2 separate regions of the Neogale vison genome follow, and region 1 is linked to region 2. The links are chromatin contacts, called in public Hi-C maps. All regions are on one chromosome and are shown on one strand. The core of a region is the stretch at or near the end of the contact, and the rest is flanking DNA. Distances in the headings are between cores, read along the strand shown. Region 1 holds the start of BLM (Bloom syndrome protein). Region 2 holds the start of FURIN (furin).

Region 1 (7,149 bases), core at 3,153-5,652, 130 kb before region 2:
GGTTGATTCAGTTTCTGGTCCAACCTCTCTTCCTGCCTGGCTTGTGGGCCTTCTTGCTGTGTCCTCACGTGGCCTTCCCTCTAATGGTGCAGAGAACGAGAAATCTCTCTCCCCTCTCCCTCTCCTCTTCTTTTTGTAATGCCACCAGTCTTATTGGATTCAGGGCATGCCCTTATGACATCATTGAATCTTCGTTATCTTTGTAAAGGCCTTATCTCCAAATCCCACCAGGGTGGGGGTTGGGGCTTCCACTTATCAATTTTAGAAGGACCTTCATAATCAGTCCACAGCAGGTGGATTACTGTGACATGAGTGCTCTCGTCCCATCCATTGGGTCTTTAGATTCAATACCTAATACTATTAAGACTACTGAATCTATCCAATCAACAGTAGGTTTATATTTTGCTCTTATAAATGTGGCTAATACGTTATATCTAGTGCCTGTTCCAACAGCTTCTCAGCTGCATTTCGCCTTCACCCCTGAAGGAGCATAACCTACCTCTTCCGGGGTTGGGGAACCTCAACAGCTTCACTACCGCATACAGCCAGCACAGACAAGATCTTCCCACGTCCCCCAGGAGCACAGGCATGCCATGACCGATGACATGCTTCTCCAAGGAAACTCATTTGACACACTCCTTGCAGACATGTAAGTCCCGTATCTTTTAGTCCTTTGGGGGCTGGTGGCGACATATTCCTCATTTATAGATTTTACTTCCAAAGTAAAATCAACAGCCCCTCCCACCAATGCCCTCAGAAGCTCCTTCACTGTTGTAGAATCCTCAGCAACTTCTTATGTCTCCTGGAATTTCTAGACTACTTGAAATGGCCATAAGTTGCCTAAGAGCTTGTGATACAAGAAACTCTCTCTCTTAGCCTCATGTGACACACAAAACAAACAAGTAACTGGTTACACATTGGGCTTTCCTGGAAATAGAGGCTCTCACAGACCTTGAGTCTATGACTTTCCAGATCCATTGTGCTTTTCTAGATATCAGCTCATACCCTCCAGCAACATAACTGCTGAGAAATACACTTGACCTGAGAATTACACCAAGACATTATTGTCAAACTTGTGGTTTTTTTAAAATATTTTATTTATTTATTTGATAGATAGAGATCACAAGTAGGCAGAGAGAGGCAGGCAGAGAGAGAGGAGGAAGCAGGCTCCCCACTGAGCAGAGAGCCTGATGCGGGGCTCGATCCCAGGACCCTGGGATCATGACCTGAGTCGAAGGCAGAGGCTTTAACCCACTGAGCCACCCAGGCGCCCCTAAACTTGTGTTTTTAATACATTTTACAAACTTGATCAAAATATTGTTAGAGACTCCAAAAATTTCCCGTTTGTTTTTGTTTTGGCTAATGCTGTATAAATGGAAAACCTGGTTACGGGCTGGCCGAGAAGGACTTCTTATACGTCACCCGTCCCTCCATTTCAGGCTCAGAGTAAAATGTTTCCTGTGTTGCATGAGGAACTTGGGCCCTACTTCCTGAAAGTCTCCACTCTCGTCACCGGAAAGTTCCACTGAAATGATGCTATATAGCCACCAGGCCAACTGTTCTGTGCTTTTTTTTTGGTCCAGTATTTGTCCTTTTGACATATCTTCACCCGTGAATAGCTAAAGTCTGTGATCTTGCTTTTTCCAGCACAGTGAAGTCCTATTACAAACCCTGCCTCCAATCTCCAGTCCGTAACCAGAGGCCCCTCCTCCTCTGACTCTCACACACCATCCCAGTGTTTCCCCCAGCCAAAATCCATCCAGGGCCACCAGGCACTAGATATCTGGGAACATCCCCTGTGCCCCACAGCCCACCAGCACTATTCACACTAGCCAGTCCTAAGCTATTTTCCCTGCCCGGCCTGCACACACCCCAATAAGGCTCTGGCTTAGGCTTTCCCTTGTTCCTCTCTGCATCCTGACCAAACCTGTTGCTTCCCCATGTGGCCCTGGGAGGTGTGCTTCCCCCTTTCAGGAAACATTAACTCATAAAATCTTTCTGTGTCCTCATTCAGGCACTTGCATGAATTAGAATTTTGCAGATACAGTTGAGACAGGAGCCACTGCTCAGTACTCAGACGCAGAATACCAGGCTCGTGTGTGTATCTGTGTGTCCGTGTGTGCGCGCGCGCGCGCACGTGCATGTGCATGCGCACACAGGTAAAAGCGTATATGACATAAAATTTACCATCACTATTTTTTTTTAAAGATTTTATTTATTTATTTGACAGAGAGAAATCACAAGTAGATGGAGAGGCAGGCAGAGAGAGAGAGGGGGAAGCAGGCTCCCTGCTGAGCAGAGAGCCCGATGCGGGGCTCGATCCCAGGACCCTGAGATCATGACCCGAGCCGAAGGCAGCGGCTTAACCCACTGAGCCACCCAGGCGCCCCAAGAATAATTTTTATAAAGTCAAGTCATTTTTATAAAGTCAAGTCATGATTCTCTTAACCCACTGAGCCAGCCAGGCCCCCCAAATCATGATTCTCTTAGATATAAAATAAACGCATGTCAAAGGTTTGATATAACTCTTTAATGAGATCCAAAAAGATAGTACAACTGATTCAAAGGGAAATTCAAAGGACCACACATATAAACTATAATTAAATAAGAAATAATGAAATATTTACAAATAGATGAAAAACTGGCAAGACTGAAGAAATCGACAGTAATTAAATGCATTCCACTGGGCACAATTTGCATTTTTCTAGACAAGAACCATTTCTTGAAAAAACCTTAGAGTTGTTCTTTATATCGAAGACAATGAAAGGTGTAGAGCCCGCATAGAATCCGATATCCCTGCGTGTGTGATAGGCAACACCTTATTTTTCATTGGACAAGAATATTTTTGGGACCGTTTCAAAGTTTTCATGAATATTCTATATATTACATAGTAATAAAAAGAATGAGTTGCTGGTACACTCAATATACATGAAGCTCACAGACATTGCATTGAGCCACAAAAGGCAGATGTGGAGGAGTATACACTGTGATATCTGCTTATGGCTGGGGCACAAGAGAGATGGGAAGCTCCCCATGGGAATCCTACTGGGTGCTGGAAATGGTATATACCCTGATTTGGGTGGTGGAGATACACATATGTACAAAATTAGTGAACAAGACTTCTCCTATCCTACTTGTCCCCAGATCCCTCCAACAATTGCTATTTATCTTTAGGATGAAGTCCAAACTGAGATCTGGTCCCTATTTTGTCTCCTATCATCTCTCTCTGTTGCTCATTTTCCTGACATTTCCTCAAAGGTCCCTTACGGTGGTTTTTCCTGTTCCCTGGCCTTTCCCACCAAATCATACCTCTCACTCATCTCACAGTCTTACCTAACGCTGCCAGTCTGTGTACGTGTCCCTCCTGGGTGCTCCCAAAACATCGATCAGCGTTCCTATGACTTTTGCCACCGACCTGCAAGTCTAACATCCTGTGCACTCCCTGAGAAAGTTCTCAAGCTCAACACAATGCCTGGCAATAGGGAAGGCAGAGATGTGAAAGACAAGGAAAAAGCTAAAGGAAAATTAAGGCAGTGTGTGGCCCAGGCGATTTCAGTTGAGTGTCACCTTTCATTGAGTTCTGAGACGATCCTACTTTCCATTCTGGGTAGTACCCTTGAGTCTGAGTATTCGGAGCTCTCTAGATTTTTCATACCTTGTACTTTGTCTCTATCCTGCTATTTGGCCTTCTCACTATTAAAAACCTGCTTTTGCTTTTCCCCGTGTGTTTTGTTTGACTGCAGCGTGTTATTTTTGTAGCATTTTAAAATCGGCAGATTTCACATAAATACATTTTCAATTTTTCTTAGAAGAAAGAAAGGGAAGGAGGGAGGAAAAGAGGGAAGGGGACAGCGGGGTAGGAAAAAACATCTGGCATCACAGGGCCCCAGTCTGCGTGGCAACACTCGGCGGAAACAGCAGCGTGGCTTCGCACTCGGGGAGCGCACACGTCCCCCGAAGCACCGGAGTTTGCGACCCCTTTCCCGGTCGGTGACAACGTACAGTAGCTCGCTCGGGTGGGGCAGAGGCCAGCGTTACAAGGAGGTGGAGGGGAAAATCCGCCGAAGCCTCACAGAAACATTGGGTAAGAGCCTGGGCCTGGTCTGTGGAAACTGCCAAGTCTCGGGCTCCTCTCAAACTCCGGGGGTTTTCACTCCCGCCCCAGCTCTCGGTTTAAGGGGCCCGTCTTATTGAAAGCCTCCACCGACAAGAAACACAGGGCACACAAAGATCACGAGAGTACCGGAAGCCCGGGGGTTAACTGCGGTCACGTGACCTCGACTTCCGCACTCTAATTGGGCGTTGGGGACGCCCCCGTCCCAGGGGCGGGGACAGGTGCCATGGGGCGACGGCATTGGTCGGTTCCCTCAGGAAACAGCCAATCGGGATTGGTCGGCTTCCGGCGCGAAGTGAGCTGGCGCTCGGCGCGGGGGCTGAGGAGGCGGCGCGGGGAGTTTGGACCGGGTTACCGCCCGCTGCGAGCCTGCTGGATAGGTGAGTGCGGCGCGCTCGGACTTACCGGCGGACAGGCCTGGCCCAGCTCCCGCGACCCGGCCCCCGGGCCGAAGAGGAAGGCTCTCAGGTTCCTCCGTTGCCCGCTCTGGTTCGGCGCGGCCCGTAGCCTGAGAGGAGAGCCGTAAAGCACGCGTGTTGGCAGACCCGCGCACAGAGGCGCGGGGGTGGGGCCGGGCCGCCCGGGGCGTCGGTGGGAGAGCCGGCCCAGCACCCACGGTGTTTGGTTCTGTGCGCCGGTGCCTACCGGAGCCCCAGCCCAGACCCCTGGCACTCCCCACCCGCCCCCCAAGACCAGAGCTCGTCCTCTTCCTGTGTCCTTCCACGGGCACGCGCTGGGCTCCCGGGTTTTGGGTGCGCTGCGTGTCACGTGCTCGGGACCCATTATCTTGCAAGTGTGGCTCCACAGCACCTCCGCGAAGGGGAGTGGTTGAGGACACAGGCTGCGTCGCATTGCCTGGATCCAGTCCCGGCTCTCCCGGTACGAACCCCGTGACGGCCCCCTCGTCATTTAAACTCTGTCTCGGTGTCCCTCTGTCTTAAGGCGGAAATCCTCTCTTCCACGTCCTGGAGGTTTCGTTAGGATGAAATGGCTTAATGTAGCCAGTGGATGCTTCAGGGAGTACTTGGTACGCAGTAAGGGTTCCGTTACCCCAAGTAGGTAAAACTGCCCTCCTTTTGACGAGGAGAATCTGAAGCACCGGTAGGTTGTCCCTGTGTTGAAAGAGCTGCCTGACTCCAGGGCGTCTTCCACACCACACTTCCTCCCGTACCCCTCACGTGCCCTCAGGTTACTCAGCATTTTGGACATATAACGGGCTGAGATAGGGGAGGCACATGCCAGCTCCTGGTGCCACCAGTGCAGACAAGTAGCACTTCTGTGACCCGTCAGGGTTCAGGGGCAGTAACGGCAAAGACTGGGGTAGATGTCAGACATTGGGGGGCGCCTGGGTGGCTCAGTGGGTTAAAGCTTCTGCCTTCTTCGGCTCAGGTCATGATCCCGGGGTCCTGGGATCTAGCCCCGCATCGGGCTCTCTGCTCAGCCCGGGAGCCTGCTTCCTCCTCTCTCTGCCTGCCTCTCTGCCTCCTTGTGATCTCTGTCTGTCAAATAAATAAATAAAATCTTTAAAGAAAAAAAAAAAATTGGGAAGGGAGACAGAAGTATTGCATAGGAGCAATGTAAATAGAACTATATTGAACCAAAGTTTTGTTAGCCAGGCTGCTGTTGGAAGGTAGCTTATAGTCAGAGGGAACAAAATTTCTGGGTCTCGAGTCCTTTTCAGTGCAGATCACCATGATAGCCACCATATTCGTTCTATTTCTTTCTTTCTTTTTTTTTTTTTCCCCTTAAGATTTTACTTTTTTGACAGAGATCGCAAGTAGGCAGAGAGGCAGGCAGAAAGAGAGGGGGAAGCAGGCTCCCTGTGAGCAGAGAGCCTGATGCAGAGCTTGATCCCAGGACCCTGAAATCATGACGTGAGCCCAAGGAAGAGGCTTAACCCACTGGGCCACCCAGGTGCCCATCGTTCTATTTCTTTTCTTTCTTTTTACTGATAAGAAAACCCAGAATTTTAAAACTACACAAAGCCCCTGGGGTTAGCTGTGTAGTGAAAGTCCAATATGCAGAGAAATCATATGCATCCAGTTGGGGATAGTCAGTAGTATCTATGAACGAGGGAGAAGGGAAGGAGATAAGAGGAGTGGGAGGGATTTGAAATATATTTGAAACACTTTATGCCTTTGGAAGAGAGTAGGACAATTTGACTTCTTAAATTTGGTTGGTGAGTACATGGGTATCATTTTTTTGTATGCTTGAAATATGTAAGGTTAAATATATATTAAACGATTATATTTTTCATACTAGTTTTAACCAAATACACACTTATTCTAACATATAATACCTATTCTCTGTATATACTTTTATGTACTTCTTTTAATGGAAGAAAGGATAGAACAGAGGCCCAAATTAATTGCAAAGTACCCGGGAACGGAATGCTAAAAGCCCTAGGGTTCGCCATTGCCAGGAGCGACTGTCTTAAGCAGTCTCCTTCTCCAAGCACCTGCTGTTCACTTGGCACAAATACGCCATGGACACGCTTCACACCCCCCACCCTGTCTGGAACTGTACACCTGCCCTTCAAGACCCAGTTCAGTATTCTTTCGAAAGCTTCTCTGATTTTCCTGAGTTTTCCCTTCACCTGGGAAGCTATAGACCTGCCCCCACCTCCACACTGGCCCATTTTGTTTTTTAAATTGAAGTATAGATGGCACAGAAAGTTACCTTCATTTCAGGTGTGCACCGTAGTGATTTGACAGCTCTAGACTGCATGCGGTGCTTGCTGCAAGTGTAGCTACCACCTGTCACCGCCCAAAGCCACTACGATACCATTGACTCTACTATGCCCTGCACTGTACCTTTCATCCCCGTGATTTGTTCATTCTCTGCCTAGAAACCTGTACCTCCCATTCCCCTTCACCCATTTTGCCTGTCCCCAGACCCCTCCTCTCTGGCAGCCATCAGTTTGTTCTCCGTATTTATGGGTCTGTTTCTGGGGTAAGTCACAGGCTTTTAAAAGAAGAGACGTTTTGTGGGACTTACTTCATTGAGTTGTAATTACTTGTTGACATGTCCATTTC
Region 2 (7,247 bases), core at 794-3,293:
ACCTCTGAGCCACACAGCTGAAGGAATCGCACTTCCGGCCAAAGACGGGATGGGAGAGGCCGGCCCCTGCGGGGTGGCAGCCCTCTGAGACAGGGCGAGCCCCTCCCCCTCCTGAGACCCACGGTGGCACCCCCCGGGGCCAGCCTCCGGGGAGGGTGGGGCACCCGGAGGCCGCCAGTCTCGCTCTCTTTCTGCGCGGGCCTTACGTCTAGGTCAGAGGACATGTGGGGGACTCCAAGCCTAAGGTGGGGCTAGCCCTGTCCCAATTTCCTCTCAATGGGGTTCTCTTGCTCATAGACTGAGGAAGAACCATGACTCACTTCCTGCCTCAGTCTGACTGCACAGGCATTGTTCTCCCAAATGGGGCTACCCCAGGGTGGCCCCTAGGAGTCTCAGCTTCTCATGAGGGAAGTTCCCACCCCAAGCGGGAACAAACCAGACTTCGCTCCCAGCCCGACTTTCGGGACCCCGCATCCTAACCAGAGTTTCCAGTTTCTGCAGCATCTGAAGGGGTGTCCCAGTGGTACCTCGTTGCATTCCATGAGGACCATCTCCACTTTACTGAGGAGCCAGGGGAGGCTCTCAGAATGGAGTAACTTGTCTAAGGTGGTGGGGTGTGAAATAGGGCCACGGGGGGCCTGAACTGGGCTTACCAGCTGACTTGCCACCTAGTGACCATAGGGGTAATACTTGACCTCTCTGGGCCTCCGTTTCCTCTCCTGTAAAATGTAAACAGTGCTACATAAAACGTGTCAAAGGAGAATGTATTGTACCCACCTGGCAGGGTTTGTGGGGAGGGAGAAATAAGTTAACACGTGGAAAAGAGCCGAGAATAGCTCCTGGCTCCTGGTGAGCGCTGGGCGGTGTTCGGGTTTTGTCATCAACCCCCCCCCCACCCCCCGCCTCCGTTTAAGGACGCCAAGGATAGGACTGTGCACAAGGTAGTCTCACAGGGCGCAGGAAAGGATGGGCAGAGACTGCTCTACGACCTTGGAATAACCGAGCCCCGGGAGCTCTTGGCCACATTTCCCCCTCTTTTCTTTCTCAGCTCAAGCAGTGGTGGCCTCAGCCAAGTAGCACAGACGTTTTCTAGGGCAGGGACCCAGGGAGGGAGAGGAGCCCGTTGGTATACGGCAAGTAGCTTGGATCAGGTTCTGCCAAAACCCCAGATCTCTCCAGCTCTGAGGCCTGCTAGGTGGGGGGCCTTGAGCAAATTATTTAACTTTGTGCTCCTCAGTTTCCTTATCTGTAAAATGGGATTAATAATGTCGGCTTGGAAGGATTATGTGAATTAAATAATGTATATAAGAAGGAGGTAACCTAAAAAAAAAAAAAAAAAAAGGGAGGTAACCTAAAGTGACTGTCCCCGTGCTGGGTCCGCGGTTGGTGTTTTTTTTTTAAAAAAAAAAAAGGAAAAGGCGTGGGCTGCTCGTTCAGCTTATCCACCTGTCTATATAGATGCAAACAGTCGTGACTCCTCTAACTGTAGGCCTTGGGAAGGTGTGCCCCGCTCGCTGAGGTCCGACCTCAGGGGGAGCTACCCCAGGTCGGTCACCCCGGGACACTTAACTGGGTCATGCCCAAATTTCTGGCTCAGGAATGGGACAGTCGTGGAGGTTCGGGAAAGAGAGGGCCAGCTCCCCGGCAATGCAACCGACACTGAGCTCAGAGTACCTCCTCAAGCCCTTGGCAGCCCGAGCCAAGGGTTCCGAGTTCGGGTCTCTGCCTCCGCCTGCCCCGGGAGCAAGGGGCGCGCAGAGCCGGGAGCGGGGGCGCGGACAGTTGGGCCCGGGAGGTGGGGGTTTGGGGACGCGGCCAGCGGCCGCCAAGGCTTTGGGATCTCCGGCCCCACTTTTTACCTGCCCCTACCGGGCGCCGGAGGAAGCGGGCGCCCCAGAAGGCCGCAGGGCCTGGGCTCGGGGCCCGGCGCTCTGGGTCCGCGCGGCTCGGGCTCCGAACGCCGGCCGGGGCGCGGGCGGCATGGGCGGCGTGCGCGGCGGGCCAGCGGCGGCGGCGGCGAGCCTGCCCCTGGTCGCGGGCCGGGCCGAGGCCGCCCGCCGCGCCTCCCCGCCTCCGCGCGGTGACGCTGCTGCTGGGCGCGGGGACGGCGCCGAGCCCAGGCCCCCCGCCGCCGGGCTCTCCGCTCGGCCGAGGGGCGCCCGAGCCGCCGCGGCGCTCGCCTGGAAAAGTTACCCGCCCGGGCTCCCTCGGGTAAGCAGGCGGGCGCGGGGCCCGGGGAGGCAGCGCGCCGGGCCCGGGGAGGGCCGGCGGGACTGGGCCGCTGTGCCCCGGGAGCGGGTTCCGCGGCCCCGGCGCCCCGGCGGGGGAGGGTCGCGGCCGGCCTGACCCGGGCCCCCAGGCCCCGGCTGCCCGTCGCGGCGTTCGGAACGGGCTCGGGGGCCGGCCCGAGGGTGGAGCCGCGGGGAGCAGGAAGGGCGCCCTGCAGCCCACCTGAGCGCTCCGGGCCCGGCTCGGTCCCCGGCCCCTACCGGGGCCGGTACTTTTCCGCTTGGGGCCGGGGCGAGCCCTCTGACCTCAGGAAGCGCCAGCGGGGCCCCCGCTGGGGGCGGGATGGGGAGAGAATTCCAGAGGCGCCGGGTGCTCCCGCCTCCCCGCTGGCCGCCGGGGGCCGCCGCCGGCTCGCCCACTCCGCCGCCCCGGGGAGGGGGAGGAACTGCGGGGCGCGGGGCGGAGGGGATTATTCCCCGCCCGGCCTCGCCCCCGCCCGCACACCTGGGCGACGGAGACTCAGGTGCGGGTCCCGCGGGCCCCGGGAGGCTGGCTCCGGTAGGCGCTGGAGCTGCCTCCCGCCGAGGCCTGGCCCAGGCCCCTTCTGCCCCGGTGGGGTGGCTGGACCGCGGGGCCGCCTGCTCGCCAGACAGGTCTGACGGCAGTCACTTGTCTGGTCTGTACCTGCTCTCCGCTTGCCCCGCCGGTGGGGAGGGGAGGTGCAGACCCTCTGCCCTGGAAGGTGTTGGAATCCTGTTTTTGACTTGGGAAGTGTGAAGGGAACCCAGGTGATGTGGCCTGGTGAGCGCTGGGCAGCTGCGGGCCAGGTGTGGATACAGCGCAGGAGAATAGCCAAGCTTGACGTGTCTCAACCAGAACAGCCCAAATTTTACCGTTTCCTATGTGGGGCTTTCATATAAGATTTGATTTTTAAAAAGGGGGGGGTGTAATGTGGCTTTTTAAAAAAGTTGGAAAATCTCAGATCTAGCAGTTTTTACCACCAAGGAAACTGAGGCCCAGAGAGAGGAAGTAACTTGTTTGAGATCACACAGCAAATTAGTTGAGCAGAGACTGAAAATCAGAATTTCGGGGGGCACCTCTCAGGTTTGGTGACCTGGCTTGGTGTCTCTGCTAGAAAGACTGAATCGAGTCCACACCAGACCCTCAGTGCCTGGGAAACAGCAGCCTGCCCAGGGGGTAGGTTCAGTTTAACGCTTCAGAGCTGCTCTCTGTGTTAGAGGTTCCCGGGACCTCTGGAGAAATGGCTTTTCCCAGGAACACAGCCAGAAAGAGCAGTTCCAGCTTTCTCCGTGGCCACAGCCTAGAGCCCAGTCCCATGTGAGGGGGCATCACAGGAGGCTAGAAATAAAGCAAGCCTGGTGGTTTGGGGAGGGGAGGTTTGAGCTGAACTGGGACTCTGAGGGTGAGTCAGAGTCTGGGATGGGGGTGGGGAGAAGCCCATTCATTCATTGTTCTCAGTGCCTGCTCTGTGGGGAGGGACGGGGGTGAGAAATCTTCCCTCCCTCCAGGTTGCTGAGGTAGGGATGTGTGGGGGCTTGGGGGCTGTGTGGGAGCCATATCCACAGCTCCCCGCCGCTGGAGATGCTGGGCAGAGGGAGGCAGGCCCTTTCTCCGAGGACCGTTGGGTTGTGTCGGAAGCCTGTTTTCTTTTGGGGGCTGCAGGGTAATTAAATAGTTGGTTAATCACCTTTAATGCCGAGCAGCTGCAGCTCCATTCACAGTGTGCTGGAACCCGAGCTGGGCCTGGATGGGCCTGTCTTGATTTGGGAGCTTCGGCAGGGCTCACAGCACTGTGGTCCGGGTCCGGGTCGGGTGGAGGTTTATTGCCATCTGGACCCGAGAGGTGGCTATTGCAGTGGCCAGAAGAGGCCTTGTCTTGTTCCTACCTGGTTCTGCCCGAAGGGCCCCACATCCACTATTGAGAGGCTTGGGTCTCTTCACAGCCTAAGGCCTATGTTTGGCCACCCAGCTATTGCTAAGACTAGCTTTCTGGAAGTTGGACGCCCAAGGCATCACGGGCCTGTCCTGGAGCCCCATGGACTCTGCCCCGTAACAGGGAGAGGAGGAGCCGTATTGTGGATGCCTCCCGCCATCAGCTGTCAGGTTATTTTGGTGTAAACTGAAAATACCCTGGGAATTGTGTGTTGAGTCCCTCCCAGCCTGCAGGGTGGACTGTAGGGGCAGCCCTCCTTCCGTGAGGCTGGTGAGGCTGGTCGTGGCCTAGGGGAGCCCCTGGAGGGGTGAGGTTTCCCAGTGGTGAGCCTGCCTGTTCAGCGCCCCACAGCCTGGGGCAAACTGGGGAGCTTCCTTTTTGCCGCCTGGCAGAGTACCCTCCTTTGGGGCTGGGAGTGGTGGGGGCATCCGGGGCCCTTTGGGCAGGCTTTCTGCTCAGTGAGCTTGGCACTGACACAGGATACCTCCAGCGGCCCTACTGGGGCCTCCTCGAGCTGCTCCCCACCCCAGGGGCTTGGGTTCTGGCTAGTCAGGGGCCCTGTGTGGGGACAGTTATGTGGCCCCAGGCAGAGAGGTCCCGCTGCCTGTTTGCTGAAGGAGGAGAAACAACAGGCAGACTATTGATTGAGCCTCACCTTGGCGCTCCTGGCTCAGCAGCCAGTGTTTGCTCTGGCTGCCTGGGCTCAGATGATGCAAGGCTGGTGGGCGTGGAATACAAGGGGGCCACTGGGGGCCCTGCACCCAGGCCTGGGCAGGGCGGGGGGGGGCCCCAGTGTTCCCCAGGAAACAGCCTAGAAAGAGTCTGGGCCCTACTTTGATGATGGTCACCGGCCTGGGGTCTGTCCCTGGAGGGAGGTGAAGCCAGTGGGATCCCCTGTGCTCAGCCCCCCAAGCCCCATCCCTCCCAGAGTCACCCGCTGTTTCTTCCCATGGGGCTGTGGGTCTTTGCAGGTAACTCCCTGTGGCTGTGTCTGCTTTGCTGAGCCAGGAGCCCCTGGCAAGCTGGGTGGACACCACCCATTAAAAAACTTTGAAAAGACATTTTGTCAAATATACCTGGGTAATTTGGAAAGCATGCAAGGACACAAAGAAGAAAATAACAGTTATTTGTAATCGTCACCATCTTGAGAGAATCGTTGGTTAACGTTTCAGCATGTGTCCTTCCAGATTTTGTTTTGTGGTTATATATAAATATACATGTATAAATAGTTCCTTAAAAACAAAATGGGGTCATGTGTACATACTGCTTTATAACCCATCTCTTTTTTACTTTGATTGTGCTGAACATTTATTCTGTTGTTGTTTCTGATTCTGGATGACTCAAGCCTGATACTTCATCCCACTTCCGTATTCTTATGTGGAGAGAGGCTTAGGAGCCGTGTGTGTGTGTGTGTGTGTGTGTTTGGGGGTTCCATCTGGCTGGCCGGCTGACCTTGGTGGGGGGCTGGATTCTCACCCGTCTCCCCAGGAGGCCTTTTCAGGCCTAGATCGAGCAGCCCTGGGGCTTGGAAGGCAGCTTTAGCACATGGCTGGGAAGGGACTGACCGTCTCCCCCTCTTCTTCCCTTGTTCCCCTCAGAGCTGGCAGCCCTGCCCTGCTCGGCCCCATGCCCCCGCCAGTCAGCCCCGGGCCACAGGCAGTGAGCAGGCACGCGGGAGCCGAGGCCCTGTGACCAGGCCAAGGAGACGGGGGCTCCGGGGTCCCGGCCACCTGTGCCCCCCATGGAGCTGAGGCCCTGGTTGCTATGGGTGGTAGCAGCGGCAGGAGCCTTGGTCCTGCTGGCCGCCGACGCCCGCGCCCAGAAGGTCTACACCAACACCTGGGCCGTGCACATTCCCGGAGGCCCTGCTGTGGCTGACCGCCTGGCGCGCAAGCACGGCTTCCTCAACTTGGGCCAGGTAGGTGCGCCGACCAGGGCGGACCACCTCTGGCCTTGGCTCAGGACCTTGCTGGCGGTGGGGCCGGCGAGGGCAGGGGTTCGGGCCCCAGGCCCAGGACTGTGGGCTTACCTTGTCAGGACCGTCTGGGTCGGGGCACATTCTGGGCAGCTGGGGGTAGGGGTGGGTGGGGATGGGAGCAGGGGTTCGTCCTGCCTTCTGGCTTCCAACGTAGGTTGTTTGGGAGACCAGACTGTGCCAGGGAGGGTGGGTCCCTCTCTGTCCCCTGCACCCCCTGGCCGGTCCCAAGCCGGGAGCAGATGCCCCACCACCCCCTGGCGTCGTGAGCCTCCCCTTGCAGCCGGTCGTCCACCCCCGTCCGCTGCCTCCCCGGGGACTGACAGATGGAAAGCCCGGCTCAGCCTCCCTGCTCTGTCGCAGATCTTCGGCGACTATTACCACTTCTGGCATCGAGCGGTGACAAAGCGGTCCCTGTCGCCTCACCACCCGCGGCACAGCCGGCTGCAGAGGGAGCCTCAAGTGAGTGCACCCCCAGCCCCTCTGGCTGCCACCCTTCCCTCTCTGGAGCCTCTTGAGTAACCGCGCCCCCTCCCCCGCCCCCCACCCCCTCACCTGCTCACCCTCACTCCCTCACAGGTGCAGTGGCTGGAGCAGCAGGTGGCCAAGCGAAGGACCAAACGGGATGTGTACCAGGAGCCCACGGACCCCAAATTTCCCCAGCAGTGGTACCTGGTACGCGGCCTCCTCGGGTCGTGGGTCCTCCTCCCCCGTGGCACCCGTCTGGCCAATGAGGGCTCCCACGGGAGGCTGAGGCTGACATGGAGGCCTCTTGTCATCCTTTTCCGTTCTCCCTGCCGAGCATTCTCTCACTGCTCCTTCCTGCTAAGCCTGGGGGTGCCCTTGCTGAGTTCTTGACCTTCCCACGGAGCCCAGGCAGCCGGGGACGGCACTGCGGCTGCAGGGGCAAGTGGAGAAAGAGGTTTCCGGGGTGGTGACGGGATTCTTCAGGGTACCCCTGACCTCACGCAGCCAACCACATTTTGTAAGTGCTGGGGTGATGGGGGGGGGTTTCTCAGCAGTCTGGCGTCACCCAGCGGGACCTGAACGTGAAGGAGGCCTGGGCTCAGGGCTACACGGGTCACGGCA

Evidence for each region. A called contact is a pair of places that touch in the nucleus more often than the background predicts.
Region 1: a contact with region 2 is called in a Hi-C map of fibroblasts, with 5 times the contacts expected there. The contact joins the promoter of BLM here to the promoter of FURIN in region 2. A contact is called at or near these places in 2 of 3 Hi-C or Micro-C datasets (fibroblasts and muscle).

The regions. Positions count from the first base shown.
Region 1 is chr13:147,514,710-147,521,858 of ASM_NN_V1, reverse strand. It overlaps BLM (Bloom syndrome protein), which reads left to right and starts at 4,402. Exons shown (of 22, transcript XM_044232188.1): 1 at 4,402-4,494.
Region 2 is chr13:147,383,728-147,390,974 of ASM_NN_V1, reverse strand. It overlaps FURIN (furin), which reads left to right and starts at 2,043. Exons shown (of 16, transcript XM_044229629.1): 1 at 2,043-2,211; 2 at 5,782-6,101; 3 at 6,522-6,620; 4 at 6,738-6,833; 5 at 7,181-7,247. The coding sequence starts at 5,925.